2 separate regions of the Mus musculus genome follow, and region 2 is linked to region 1. Evidence: chromatin contacts called from public Hi-C data. All regions are on one chromosome and are shown on one strand. Each heading gives the region's core, a stretch centred on a gene start, on an enhancer-like site or on the middle of the called end of the contact. The rest is flanking DNA. Distances are from core to core; before and after follow the strand shown. Region 1 overlaps Fstl4 (follistatin-like 4). Region 2 has its middle 48 kb from the start of Hspa4.

Evidence for each region. Hi-C and Micro-C count contacts between places; a contact is called where the count stands out from the background.
Region 2: a Hi-C map of the N1E-115 cell line shows a contact between it and region 1, with 2.4 times the contacts expected there. The contact joins two enhancer-like sites. A contact is called at or near these places in 1 of 15 datasets of contacts at CTCF or cohesin (large pre-B cells), 50 of 484 Hi-C or Micro-C datasets (B cells, CD4 T cells, CD8 T cells and 24 more), 5 of 115 datasets of contacts at active chromatin or transcription factors (acute myeloid leukemia, embryonic stem cells and epiblast stem cells) and 3 of 9 other capture datasets (embryonic stem cells, liver and pancreatic islet).

The regions. Positions count from the first base shown.
Region 1 is chr11:53,065,141-53,071,850 of GRCm38.p6, forward strand. Fstl4 (follistatin-like 4) reads left to right here. Exons shown (of 16, transcript NM_177059.3): 5 at 3,400-3,593. Among named protein-coding and RNA genes, the nearest start is that of Gm11186, 52 kb to the right of the region's middle. Within about 2 kb of position 3,156, at least 8 of the 459 cell types and tissues checked have an H3K27ac peak or open chromatin away from gene starts, as enhancers often do. A contact at or near this core is called in the N1E-115 cell line, where this site is marked.
Region 2 is chr11:53,248,926-53,255,210 of GRCm38.p6, forward strand. No RefSeq gene overlaps it. Among named protein-coding and RNA genes, the nearest start is that of Hspa4, 48 kb to the right of the region's middle. Within about 2 kb of position 3,521, at least 35 of the 459 cell types and tissues checked have an H3K27ac peak or open chromatin away from gene starts, as enhancers often do. A contact at or near this core is called in the N1E-115 cell line, where this site is marked.

The DNA.
Region 1 (6,710 bases), core at 1,906-4,405:
AGGCGTGTTTGCAGAAGCATCAAGTGTGTCCCTAGGAAGAGAGGGTAAACCACAGACACTAAAGAGATGGCCTCCATGGGTGAATAAACCCCTACACCTGGGTGGCTTTCACTGCTATGTCCTCAGATCTTTCCAACGAGTGGGGCTGGGGGTGGGACTAGAAGAGTTCAGTTGACTCTGAGCAGATGACGTAATGGTTTGAGTCTAGGTGGACTTCTCCATGCCGCTCATTTGAAATATGGCTGCTCTGCGTGACAAAGAGAGATGTAAGACTCTCTGCCAGAAACAGGGAGTAACTCAATAGTCGCATACTTACCTAGTGCTCACAACACCCTGGGTTCAGTTCCCTAGCACTGCAGAGGACTGGTGGACAGGTGGGACAGATCCTCAGGAAGGGACAGACAGACAAGAGTTGGGAACATCAGGTTGCTGTGTCTGGCTCCCACACCAGCCTGTGGCCTCTCTGTCCTTCTGAGATGGACCGCCTGCCCTCTCCTGCCTTAATGGTGTCCATGGACCCGTGAGTGACTCTTTCTAGCTCCACTGGCCTCCAGATGCTCGCTGTGTACACTGTACACCATACACTGTACACCATGCCTTCCCCACTGCCTCCTGCCATAGCATAGCTCACACACAGCGGGTCTGAGCCTCTGCTCCACTCCCCCTCCCTAATGGATCTCCTACTCCTTAAGGCACTCTTAAAGCCTTAGAACGCCCACATAGAGTGTCAGTACATACTGCTACACAGATGGGAGCAACACAGCCTAGGCAGTGCAGGACACTGACCCTAAAGACTCAGGTTACTCAACTGGGCCCCCAGCTTGGCTTCTAGACACAGGATAAAAACCTCTGAGTCCTCAGAACAACAGTATAGAATTTTTTTTTTTTGAGACATGGTCTCATATAACCCAGACTAGACTCAAACTTGCTCTTTAGCTGGAAATGACCTTGAGCTTCTGATCCCCCTGCCTCCACCTCAGGATTTTCAGGGTAACAGGCATGGACCATAACTCCCAGTTTTATGCAGTTCGGGCAATTGAACCCAGAGTTCCCTGCAGGCTAGCCAAGCACTCAACCAATCAAGTTGCATCCACAGCCTAAAGTGCTTCAGGATTTGGTAGGAGAGCAGAGCCTGAGAAGTTATCACAGCCCCCTCTCTTACAGCCCCCACCAAGCCCACCTCAGCAGGACCACATCATGGTCTCCCCAGCAGCCATGGGGAGGTTGTCTAGCTATTGCACAGGGCATCAGGCAGCACCAAGAACCTGTGGGAAGAATGGGGGACCAGTAAACCTAAGACCACACTCCCCATCTGATCTGCCCTATCTAACCTTCTGGTGGCCCTGGTGTCACGGGTTCTCAGAATGCTCATCTCTGACCAGCATATCTGAGGGAAGCCTTCTATTAATACCACATTAGTCACTCTAGACACCAGCTTCCCAGTCTGTAGTGCAGGTGCCTGTCCCCAGGGAAACGACAGTGCCTCCAGTTTATGCACAGTATCCACGTGAATGAACATTTCCACCAGTGCCCACCCCAGCAGATACCCTCCTACTCTCACTCTGCCCACCCCATTCCTGCTCCCTTTGCCAGCACCAGACTTTACCCTCTTTGGTAAGGTGATAGACTGACTCAGGTAAGACCATGCTCTTTCCCCAAAACATAGTTTTTTGAGAGAGAGAGAGAGAGAGAGAGAGAGAGAGAGAGAGAGAGAGAGAGAAGAGAGAGAGAGAGAGAGAGAGAGAGAGAGAGAGAGAGAGAGAGAGAGATCCATCCACCAGACACATTCTTCCAGCCATATTGGCTTTGCCATGAGACCATGCTCAGTATGGAGGCCAGAGCTATGAAGATCTAAAAATGGGGTACATCAGCTTATGGGTCCTGGGAGCTCTCCAAAATGGATCACCTGCCAGGCACAAGAGGGATGTGAGCAGGTCAGGGGAGATGGGAGGGAGCCCCACCGCCTAAGCATGGTGACTCCCAGGGAGCAAATAGATTTGATTATATTGAACACTGCAATTGATTTTTTTCTTCTAAATAAACACACAAAGGAAATAGTAATGGGCGTTTGTTTCTGACAAGAATCAATTGACCCCAAATTGGAAGAAAATCTAGAAACACAAACAAGTGCAGGAAAGGGTATCTGGGCTTCTCCAATGAGAGAGGGAGGGCAGGAGAGAAAAACAGCTCTTCACGTGCATCCCTGCTCTCCCGTGGATCCCTGCTCTCCCCGTTGAGGTTCCAACAACTGAAAGTGGGAGAGTAGCTATCAATCACTGAGCCTTGGCTCAGAGTAAAGATGTGTGTGACCATATTAATTAACCATCATGATATCCCCGCTGTGGGATGCAGTATTATCCCATCTCTCAGATGAAATCACTGAGGCCTGTGTTAAACTTTCCCAGGTTACACAACCTGGAAACAGCAGAGTTGGGACTCACAAAGCCAGGAGTTCCCAAACTCAAACCTGTTCACTATCCGGCTGGCCCTGAGAGCTTAACCTGGCACCTTCAACTGGCGTTAGAATTCAAGGGAAGAGACCCTAACCCCAGACAGTCCAGACCTAGCACCCCTTGATCTTCTCTAAAGAATGGAGGGTGGGGGAGCCCACATCAGCATTCCCCAGTCTCAACAAAGCCAGGCCCAGGAACTGTTTGTATCCCCTGGCTGGATGGGGAGGCAGAGCTGGAGGAGCACTGCTCTGTGACATCCCTGCGGCCCCCTATTTACTGGCTGCGCTCTGTATGGTGGCCCCGTCACCAGCAAGATAAACCATGCCATGTCACAGTGCATCACAGGCCTCATTTGCCAAAGAACCATGCAATGTCGACGCGTTCAGCGAGCACAGCCGTGATAAAAGGCCTAAGACTAATGGGCTGTGTGCTCGGTTTAGTCTCCTAAAGCTTCCTTTTGTCTCTTGGTCGTGGACTTGTGTACACATGTTTGTTTTCAAGTAACCCAGCTCTGGGAGTGTACCTAATTACCGTAAGCAGGGATTATTAGCCCTGTTAACTAAAACTCCCTAATCTATGAGGCCAAGCATTCAAAAGCAGCCTTTAAAATAGGATTAAGACAAAAGGCAGACTGTGACAGAGTAGAATTGGGGCTGGCTTTCCTCGAACCATGAGATAACAGCTGCAGACTCCACTGGAAGAATTTTCCAGACTCCCTCTGGTTCATTTAGTATTGGTATATGATATCTGGCTTAAATATCAGTAGGCTGGGTGATGGGGCAGATGGACACGTGAACCCTGCTCTATGATGGTGACACTGTTTAGTGCACACTGGAAATGTCCCAACAATTGTTTGCAACTGAGAGAGATAAACTGACTGACGGGCAGAACATTCTTTCCAGCCCCCAGGGTGCACCTGACGTAACAGCTGTCTTCTCTTTTACAGGAGACATGTGCACCATGGCTGGCTATGCTCGTCTCAAAAATGTCCTCCTGGCACTCCAGAGCCGCAGACAGCCGCTCCCACAAGGAACCCCCAGGCAAAGCCTCGCCTCCCAGAAGCGCCTCTTGGTGGAGTCACTGTTTAAGGACTTGGATGCCGACGGCAATGGGCACCTCGGCAGCTTGGAGCTGGCTCAGGTGGGTGTGGCATTCAGGTGGAGCCCGAGGAGATATCCTGCGTGCGTGCATGGTGAAGGATCACACAAGCTCCGTGGTGGGAAAGGTTGTTTATAATTGTCTCTGTCACCAGTTGCCAAGGGGACCCTCTCCCCCACCCTTCCTAGGACTCACAGCTTGTCAGCGCCTCTGAGAATGTCTTACACACAGAATTCTGTCTCCTGCCACCTGCCACCTCAGCCCAGGTTTACAAGCGGTTTTGATGCTTTCTTGGCTTCGGGGAAAGCCTCCCTCAAAGGGGCTGCCCACTGGTGTTTTCCTTAGAAAACTAGTCTTTGGTGCTTTGAGCCTGTCATTTTCTACAGAAGGAATGTCAAAGAAGAACAGTACTTGCAGCAGCGAGCATCTTTGGCACTCCAGTCTGGGGGTCCCCAAGGCCTCTGCCCAGTGACAGTTCTCTCTAGCATCCAAATGTCAATGACCCAACCCCCTGACTGTTTTGCTTGTGGGAAGCCCTGTGTCCACCCAGCAAAGGCACTAGTCTAAGAATGCCCAGGGTGGACAAATACAGCCTTTTCTGTAGGACAGCAGCCAAGAATACAGGGTTCAAAGCTAATCATGAGCTAGTGAGTCTCTGGAGGCCCCTCACTCCTAAGCTGCGATTTCTCAGCCGTGAACCTCATCGCCTCAGGGTCGTCATGGGAATTTATGGTGCTAAAACATGTAAGACATGTGACACGTTTAACATTATACTTGGCACATAGGATGTTCTCAGTGGTCATCAATGGGCAGCAGCAGCAGCAACATCACCACCACCACCATCATCATCATCGTCGTCATCGTCGCCCCCCCCTTTATCCTTCAGCATCCTCTCTTGTAAGGTCAGAACTGCTACTATCCCATTTTACAGATGCTTTTAGGTGAGGAATCTGTGACTCTAGGGTATCGAGTAACCAGTGTCTCTGTCCCACTCACCACACAAACCCAAGCATCCTAGGCCTGTTGCCCACAGATGGCATGGTGTCATCGGGCCAGCAAACCCCTACTCTATCAGTGCTAGTCATCCCTCAGCTCTAGCTGAGACCCCAAAGGGCATGGCTAGGAGCTCTCATTTGACAAGAATGGCTCTGAGAAAGTCCAGAGGCCTTGCTAATTATGATTGCCTGCCAGGAACACACCCCATCTGTTATTCCTCATACCACGACCTGAGCAGGAAGCCCAGGGCAAGTGACATCAGCCTGCCCTGGGTAGAGGCAGCTGTGAGCACCTGGTTCCCAAGCCCGAGTGGCTCCCAACAGATCTTCTTGGGCTCGTTGCTCTAACCTGGCAGAGACGTAGCCAGAGGCACTTGAAGCCATTAACAAGCATGGTAATTGGACTGTGATTTCCTCTTTAAAATTTAATATATTTAAAGTCTGTCTCATAAATCCGCCGAGCAGAACCCAGCTAATGTGGGCCTTGCCTTGACACTGAGTCAGAGGCACCGGAGGGAAGAACTCGTTGGTCCTATGAAAAGTTAATCAATTTCCAATGTAGAAATAGACAAAGGGAAATTTCCGTCTTCGAGAGATTGATCCGAGGCGTCATGGTTGATCTCCTTCTTATCGAACACCCTCACTTCTGGGTGAAGGGTCATTTTTTTAACATTATCACATTAAATTGCCTTTAATATAGCAAACCAAACTGGGAATGTTAAACAAAGGAAAAAATGCCTCTACCTCCACCCCTCCAAAATAAAATAAAATCATTTCCTCTCTCTTGATTTTCTTTGTAGCAATCTCCCTTGAGCCTCTGTGTGTTTTCGGTTAAACCATCACCACAGAGGAATCCACAGGAATCCACCAATAGCTCCTAAATAGGACCCTGACTGAGGGGTGACATTGGTGGCCCTGGAAAGACAATTATAGGCAGAGGAGGCTCAGGTTTTCCTGTGACATAAACATAAAATGTCCCCATGTTCTCATGTGGCTGGATGCATGCTCCCAGCTAATGGTACTGTTTGGGAAGATTGTTGGATCTTAAGGAAATGGAGTCTTGGTGGAGGAAGTGGGCCTGGGAGTGGGCTTAGGCTTGTAGCCTGACCCCATCTTCCCTTCAGCCTGTGTTTCCTGAGTGGAGATGTAACCTGACAGCCAGCATCCTGCTCTGCCACCTGATAGCTCTGCCACCACTCCCTCTCTGCCACTGCCATGTCTTCCATGATTCGATGGCACTCTGTCCCCAGAACTGTAAAAACCCCTTCTCCCTTTAAGTTGCTTTTGTTGGGGTCTTTTATCACAGCAACAGAAACATGAGACAGATCTGGTCAGCAGCTGCTTTCTGGACGTGTGCTGTGGAGAGTCAACTCTCTAACAGTGGTGAGGGTTGGTGTGTGGTTGACGGGAGTGAATACAGAGATGGGATGTGTGGTGTGTTCTTTTTCTCATCGCTATGATCTGAACCTATCAAGAAGCCACTTAAGAGAGAAGAGTTTGTTTCTGGCTTGCCGTTTGAGGGAACACAGTCTATCGTGGTGAGAAAATGTGGTCACACAAGCATGAGGCCGCTGGTCACCCCGCGCCATCCACTAGAAAGCAGAGGCAGATGAGTGCCAGTGTTTGGCAGGTTTCGCAGTTCTGCAGTTTCTTTCTCCCTATTATTCGGTCTGAGTACCCAGCCCATGTTTAGGGTGGGTCTTCTTTCCTCAGTTAAAGCTCTCTGGCGTGTTTGAGGTAATTCCAACTCTGGTCAAGTTGACAATGGAAATTAAGCATCACAAATAGTGACCTGGGTTCCCTCCCTGATTCAGCTGTTAGCTGGTTTCTCATGATCAGGCCCTCCATTAGCAGAAGTGATAGACAAGAAGCCCCAAGGGAATGCCAGGACCAGGGATAGGAGTGGGTGGGTTGGGGAGCAGGGGGAGGGGGAGGGGGTAGGGGATTTTCAGAGGGGAAACTAGGAGAGGGGATAACATTTGAAATGTAAATAAAGAAAATATATAATAATAATAAGCCCCAAAGATTTTTCCTCACTTAGATAGCCTGGGTCTGTCTGACAGTCAGGGAGACCACAGACCGACCACAGGCCCTTCCTTCCCTCTCTGAGCCTCTGTTTCCTTATCTATAAAATGAGGGATTCAAACCAGACAAGACCAGAGAT
Region 2 (6,285 bases), core at 2,271-4,770, 180 kb after region 1:
TATCCTCTCCCTCTCCCTTTCCTTCCTCCTCTTCCTCGCCCCCTACCCCTCCCTCCTCTCTCTTCCCCTCCCTCCCCCTTCACTCTGTGTGTGTGTGTGTGTGTGTGTGTGTGTGTGTGTGTGTGTGTGGTGTCTTGCTCTTGCTCTCGTTCTTAGAGATTTGTTCACTTTTATATGTGGTGTTGGCCTGCGTGTATGTCTGTGCACCACACACACCGAGCACTAAGCTTTCTGACAGGCCCAGTCTCAGCATTTTATAGCCGTTAACTCATTAAATCCCTTGATTGCATTTACACGTGAGACTCAGGCGGTTAAATAACTCGCCTAATGTCACACAGCAAGTAAAGAGGACAGGAACAGCCCTCCTGCCAGGATGGTGGCTCATGCTTACGATCCCAGGTACTCAAGAGGTTCAGGCAAAAGAATGGCGAGTTCAAAGCCTGTCTGGATGACAGGGTGAACTCAAGGCTAGCCTGGGCTACTTATTGAGGCTCTGTCTCAAAAAAATGCAGACTTAGGAGTGAGAGACTGGGGCTGGTGAGATGGCTCAGTGGGTAAGAGCACCCGACTGCTCTTCCGAAGTGTCCGGAGTTCAAATCCCAGCAACCACATGGTGGCTCACAACCATCCGTAACGTGATCTGACTCCCTCTTCTGGAGTGTCTGAGGACAGCTACAGTGTACTTACATATAATAAATAAATATTAAAAAAAAAAAAGAAGAAGTCTTTAAAAAAAAAAAAAGGAGTGAGTGACTTAGGCAGGGTCCATTTCAAACCCAGCCTCTTCCACAGGTGCAAGGAACTGGTAAAAGCAGTAACAAGATTTTTTTTTCTCTCTTTTCTGTTTTGACTTGTACTAGGGAGAGATCCCCCGGCCTCACACACGCTGGGCAAGCATTCAGCCACTGCTACAGTAGAGCTGAATGCCAACTTCTGGTCTTACTTAACAAAAGAGCAGACAGCTCCACAGTACTCCCTAGATCCTGCAGGGGTAAGTGCCAGGTGCAGAGCTCTGCCTGACAGCCGCTGCCTGCCTGGGTTAGTTTTCGCTAGACTTGGTTATCACCTATGGCTCCAAGCTGGGACGCTTAGGTCTGGAAAATTTGTGTCAGACTCCAGGGCTGGGCCCCAGGGACTATCTTACTGCAGTCTGTCTGCTCTCTGGGAACCCATTCATTACCCCTCTCTAGAAAAGCCCTCCCAGAGGGGCCAGGCTGGAACTTCCAGACCCTATGAGGAAAGCTGGCCCTGGCCAGCAAGAAACCAGACGGGCTGAACTAAGGTCACTAGACCCAAAGAGAAAGCTCAGAACATTGTTCCTTCTTCCAGAGCCTGGGCCGGAAGACCTGTTGGGTTCCTGCTATCCCCTTCTACTGGGACTACCCAGCTCATGAACACAAGAAGGATGCCAGCGCCCCAGTCCAGGAGAAATGCCTGTCATGGCCACACACACCCCCCACCAACCCCCATCCCGGCTCCCCGCCTTTACTAGGCCTTGCTATGGATCTCTGCATCTTATCTCACAGTGTGGCCCGCCCTCACAGCTGCCTCCAGGAAGGAGACCTTTGGAACCTTCGGTCAGCCATCTATGCCTCTAGGACCCCTGCCCTGTGCCCCTATGAACGGCCATCTGAAGAGCTTGTCTTTGTCTCTTTGCTTCCCTAGGAGCAGTGTCCCCCTGTAGGAGTCTCTCCATGATAGCCAGACAATGCTAAACATGCTCTGTGCCCTGGCTTCAAGTTGCCCCTAGGGAATTAGGACAACCATCACCAGCTGCATTTTACACAGGAGGAAACTGAGGCACAGAACACAGAAGCTTTTCTTTTTTGCTACCACCTCACCCTGGGTCTGGGGCTTCCCAGCAGAGCCTGTGTCTCAGGCTGCAGCTGTGGCCCTGCGGCTGCGCAGGGAAGCACCAATAAACCCACTCTTAGCCTCTTTGCGAACCCGAGCTGCAGAATGACAGTATCGGGCTCCCCAAATGCTGTTTACTGGTAAATCCCTGAGAATTTATAATCGAGTTGATGGGGCCTAACCGATGGGCCCAGGACAAAAGGAAGCCAATTACCCAACACTCTCTGCTGTGATCTTAAAACAGATGTTAGAGTGTGTAAAATGATGGCGTGTGCTTGGGAACTGCAGATACAATTCCAACCTTGCCTTTTATGGGCACTCATAAATGTTAAGTGCGGGAGGTCTACGACGGAAACTCTGCTCTTGCCATTTTGTGTTCGTTCCTCGAGCCAAGGCTGCGTTTCAGTGTTGGTGTGCTGGTAATTACCCATCGCACCATGCAGAAAAACACACTTCCAGTCCCTGGTTCAAGGTGCATCAGAGGACGGGCCACTCGGGATCATTCTAAAGACCCCAGTCCTGGCATGGAGGAAAAGGGAGTCACCAGTTGCTGCCTTTACACTTTATACTTTGTGTGGCACATGCCATCAGACCACCACATGCCATCAGACTGCCACCCCCTCGCCAGCCTTCCAGAACCCAAATTCAGGTATCACAGCACTGGGGAGGCTGAGGCAGGAATATCAAGAGTTCAAGGACAGCCTTGGCTATATGAGACTTTGTAGAAGCAAACTATAAAGGCTAGAGAGGTGGCTCCGTGCGCAAAGGGCTTACCGTGCACGTATAAAGGCATGAGTTCAGATCCCCAGACCCCACAGAAAAGCTGGACATGGTCCTCTCTCCTCCCAGCATTCCTGTGGCAAGATGGAAACGCAAGGGCCAGGTAATGCTTGCACTGGAGTGAACAGTGGGGATGACCCTGTCTCAGACTGGGTAGAGAGGGCACGTGGAGGTCAGAGGTCACCCTCAGGTGGCCTCCCTCCCTCAGGAGGTGTCTCAGTTGGGGTTTCATTGCTGTGAAGAGACGCCATGATCGTGGCAACTCTTATAAAGGACAACCTTTAACTGGGACTGGCTTACAGTTTCAGAGGCTTAGTCCATTGTAACAGGAAGCATGGTGGTGTGCAGGTAGACATGGAGCTGGGGCCAGACAGCAAAAGGAGACTGTCTCACTGCATGAGACTTGAACTTATATAAGACTTCAAAGCCCGCCTCCTACAGTGACACACTTCCTCCAACAAGGCCACACCTACTCCAACAAGGCCACACCTCCTAATAATGCTACCCCTTTGGGGGGCTACCACAGGAGGCACCCACTTGTTTTGGAGAATCATGCCTGGAGCACAACTGATTCAGCCATCAAGGCCCAGGGGATGAATATCTCCACCTTCTCAGCACCGGGATTAGGAGCATATATCACCAAGACAGGCAGTTTTTAAAATAGATGCTGGGTGGGGATTGAACTCTGGTCTTCATGCGTATGTGACAAGCACTTTACCACCTAAGCCATCTTCCCACTGGACAAGGTTTTTATGGCTCTGAACTTCAAGCTCTTGCCAGTATCTGACCTGACTGACCTCTGCCCTGGATTCTTTTCTACCCCACAGTGCTGCCCCTTGCTCCCTGCATGCCTGGGGTCAAGCTGTCCCCCAGCCCTCTCTTTCCATTGTGCCTCTCTCAGCTCCAGGCTCAGCTGTCTGGGCCGCACTGTCCCTCTCTGCCTGATGACTGTTCATTATCCACTTATTTGCAGGCCCAGCTAGACAAAGAGCTGCATAATAGCAGCTGCAGGCCCTGTAGTAACCATGTTGCTAGGCCAGTGCAGCATCCCAGACTCCTCGGAGTGATGAACAAACCCAGCAAATAATTCAGCCTATCTATCTGTGATAGCCCCAAGTCCTCTCTGACGGTTGCCATGGCATTTGGGCCAGAGCTCCCCTGTTCCCCTGTGGATGCCCTGTCCTGTACCCAAAGCACATGGTGGGTGGGGTGCCCGCCACGCAGCCCTGCCAGATTGTCAGGAGCCATTTATTTTGTAAACTCAAATTAGCAGGAAGCAATTTTGTTAATAGTCAGAGCCACTTGATGAGTTGGCTCTGATTTAGGGCTCCTTTCGAAAGCATCTGTGAAAGCTGTATAGAGCAGGCTGAAGCTGGATCTGAACTAATGGAAATGGTGTGGCGTGGCCAGCTGACCCAGGAACAGCCCCTGAGCAGCCAGGATCCCTCATGCCAGAGAGCCATTCTCTAGTTTGAGGGAGGGATGGCTTACTATGTATGTACCTGAGTCAGAACGCTGGAGACGACAGGCTCGGTTAGAAAGGACAACTGGGGCGGCAAAGGTAGTTCAGGTGGTAGGGCTGCTAACCCAGCAATGATGAAGCCGTGGGTTCAGTCCCCAGCACAACATAAACTGGGCAGAGTAGTGCATAACTAGGATCCCAACACTTAGGACATAGAGGCAGATTGAGTTCAAAGTCCTCTAGTGGATCTGAGTTCAAGTTTGAAGCCAGCCTGGGTTACATGAGACCCAGTCTCAAAATAAATAAAATGGCTAGCCTGTACCTCAGTTGGTAAAGGTTCTTAGCTAGTGCACGTGAAGCCCTGGGATAGAGTCCTGTGTCACAGAAGGAACAGAAAGTAGCTCAACTCCAGCCCAGAGGCTAACAGCCACTTCTCCCAGGGGGAGGGTTCTGCAGTTGCTGGGCCCTCTCAGGACTTACCCTGGCTTGCTAGAGACAGGAAGGAAGGTTCTCCTGAAGCTGTGGAAGCTCGGGACTGCCTGGGACCTGCTGAGACAGGGGAGGGTTTCAGGCTGATTCCAGGTAGCATAAATGTCTATGCCAGTCTCTGTCAACCCTGGTATATTGGTGTCTGTATATGCTGCTTGCTGTCTGTCTACCCACTCCAGTGTCTGTCTACCCCAGTGTCTGTCTATCCCAGTGTCTGTCTACCCACCCTAGTGTCTGTCCACCCCAGTGTCTGTCTACCCACCCCAGTGTCTGTCTACCCACTCCAGTGTCTGTCCACCCCAGTGTCTGTCCACCCTAGTGTCTGTCTACCCACCCCAGTGTCTGTCCACCCCAGTGTCTGTCTATCCCAGTGTCTGACTACCCCAGTGTCTGTCCACACCAGTGTCTGTCCACCCTAGTGTCTGTCTACCCACCCCAGTGTCTGTCCACCCACCCCAGTGTCTGTCTACCCACTCCAGTGTCTGTCCACCCCAGTGTCTGTCTATCCCATGACTCTTCAGTGTTTACCCTAGTGTCTACCCCAGGTTAACATCAGTGCAAGAGTCTTCGTTATTACCCAGTAACACCACACTTTAGTGGTCAGATCTCTAGGTGTGTCTTAGTTACTTGCATCCAAGTACTTGACAGAAGCAACTTCTGGAAGGAAGGGTTGGTTTGGTTAAGGGCGCTGCCCATCCTGGTGGGGAATTGCATGCATACGTGGAAGCCACAGGTCAACCTTGGGTACTATTTTTTCCTGAGGAGGTATCCTCCTTGGTTTTCAACTCACATTCTCTCTCTGAGGCCCAGGGCGTGGCAAATGGGCTAGGCTGCTGGGCAACAAGCCCCAGGATCTGCTGCCTCTGCCACCACAGCACTAAGATATAGGTGTTCACCGCCACATCTGGCTTTTTACACAGGTTCTGCAGATTGAACTCAGCTCCTCGTCCTTGCACAGCGAGCATTTTAACCAACTGAACCACACTCCCCAGTCTCCACGATCTGCATTTTTCCATTTTTTTAACATGTCTTTATTATTTTTATGTATGTGGGTGTTTTTGCCTGTCTATGTCTACATGACATGTGTGCAGTGCCCACAGAGGCCAGAAGAGGGCACTGGATCCCTTGAAACTGGAACTACAGATGGCTGTGAGCCACTGTGTGGGAGCTAGGACTGGAACCCAGATCCTCAGGAAAGAACAGCCAGGGCTCTTAACTGCTGAGCCATCTCTCCAGCCTTCAACTTGCTGGTTTTTTAATTCACTCCAGACCCATGGGGTGGTGCCACCCACATTTAGGGGAGCTCTTCCTTCTCTAGGTGAACATCTCTGATAACAATTTCACAGGCACTCTGAGGTGTGTCTCCTAGGTGATTCTAAGCCGTCAGGTTGACGGTGAGGATGAAACATCACAACACAACAGATTAGTGACTAACACTCTCACGTCTAGCTGTTGTGTGGAACCAGACTGATTTGGCTTTACTTCACTAACCCAAAGATGGAGGAGCCACCTTCTCTTCTCCAAATTTCTCCAAACCTGAAGTCTGAATGGTGTGCTGATTCTGACCTGCTTGGCAACAACCTACCATAACAAAGAAAGAACGATGGCGCCCCCATGTGGCAGCATTGGCATTGCAGCTCGCAGAAGACCAGAGCTGGCTGGAGAAGAAACTTAAGAAATGAGAACTGGGTTTGGTGAGA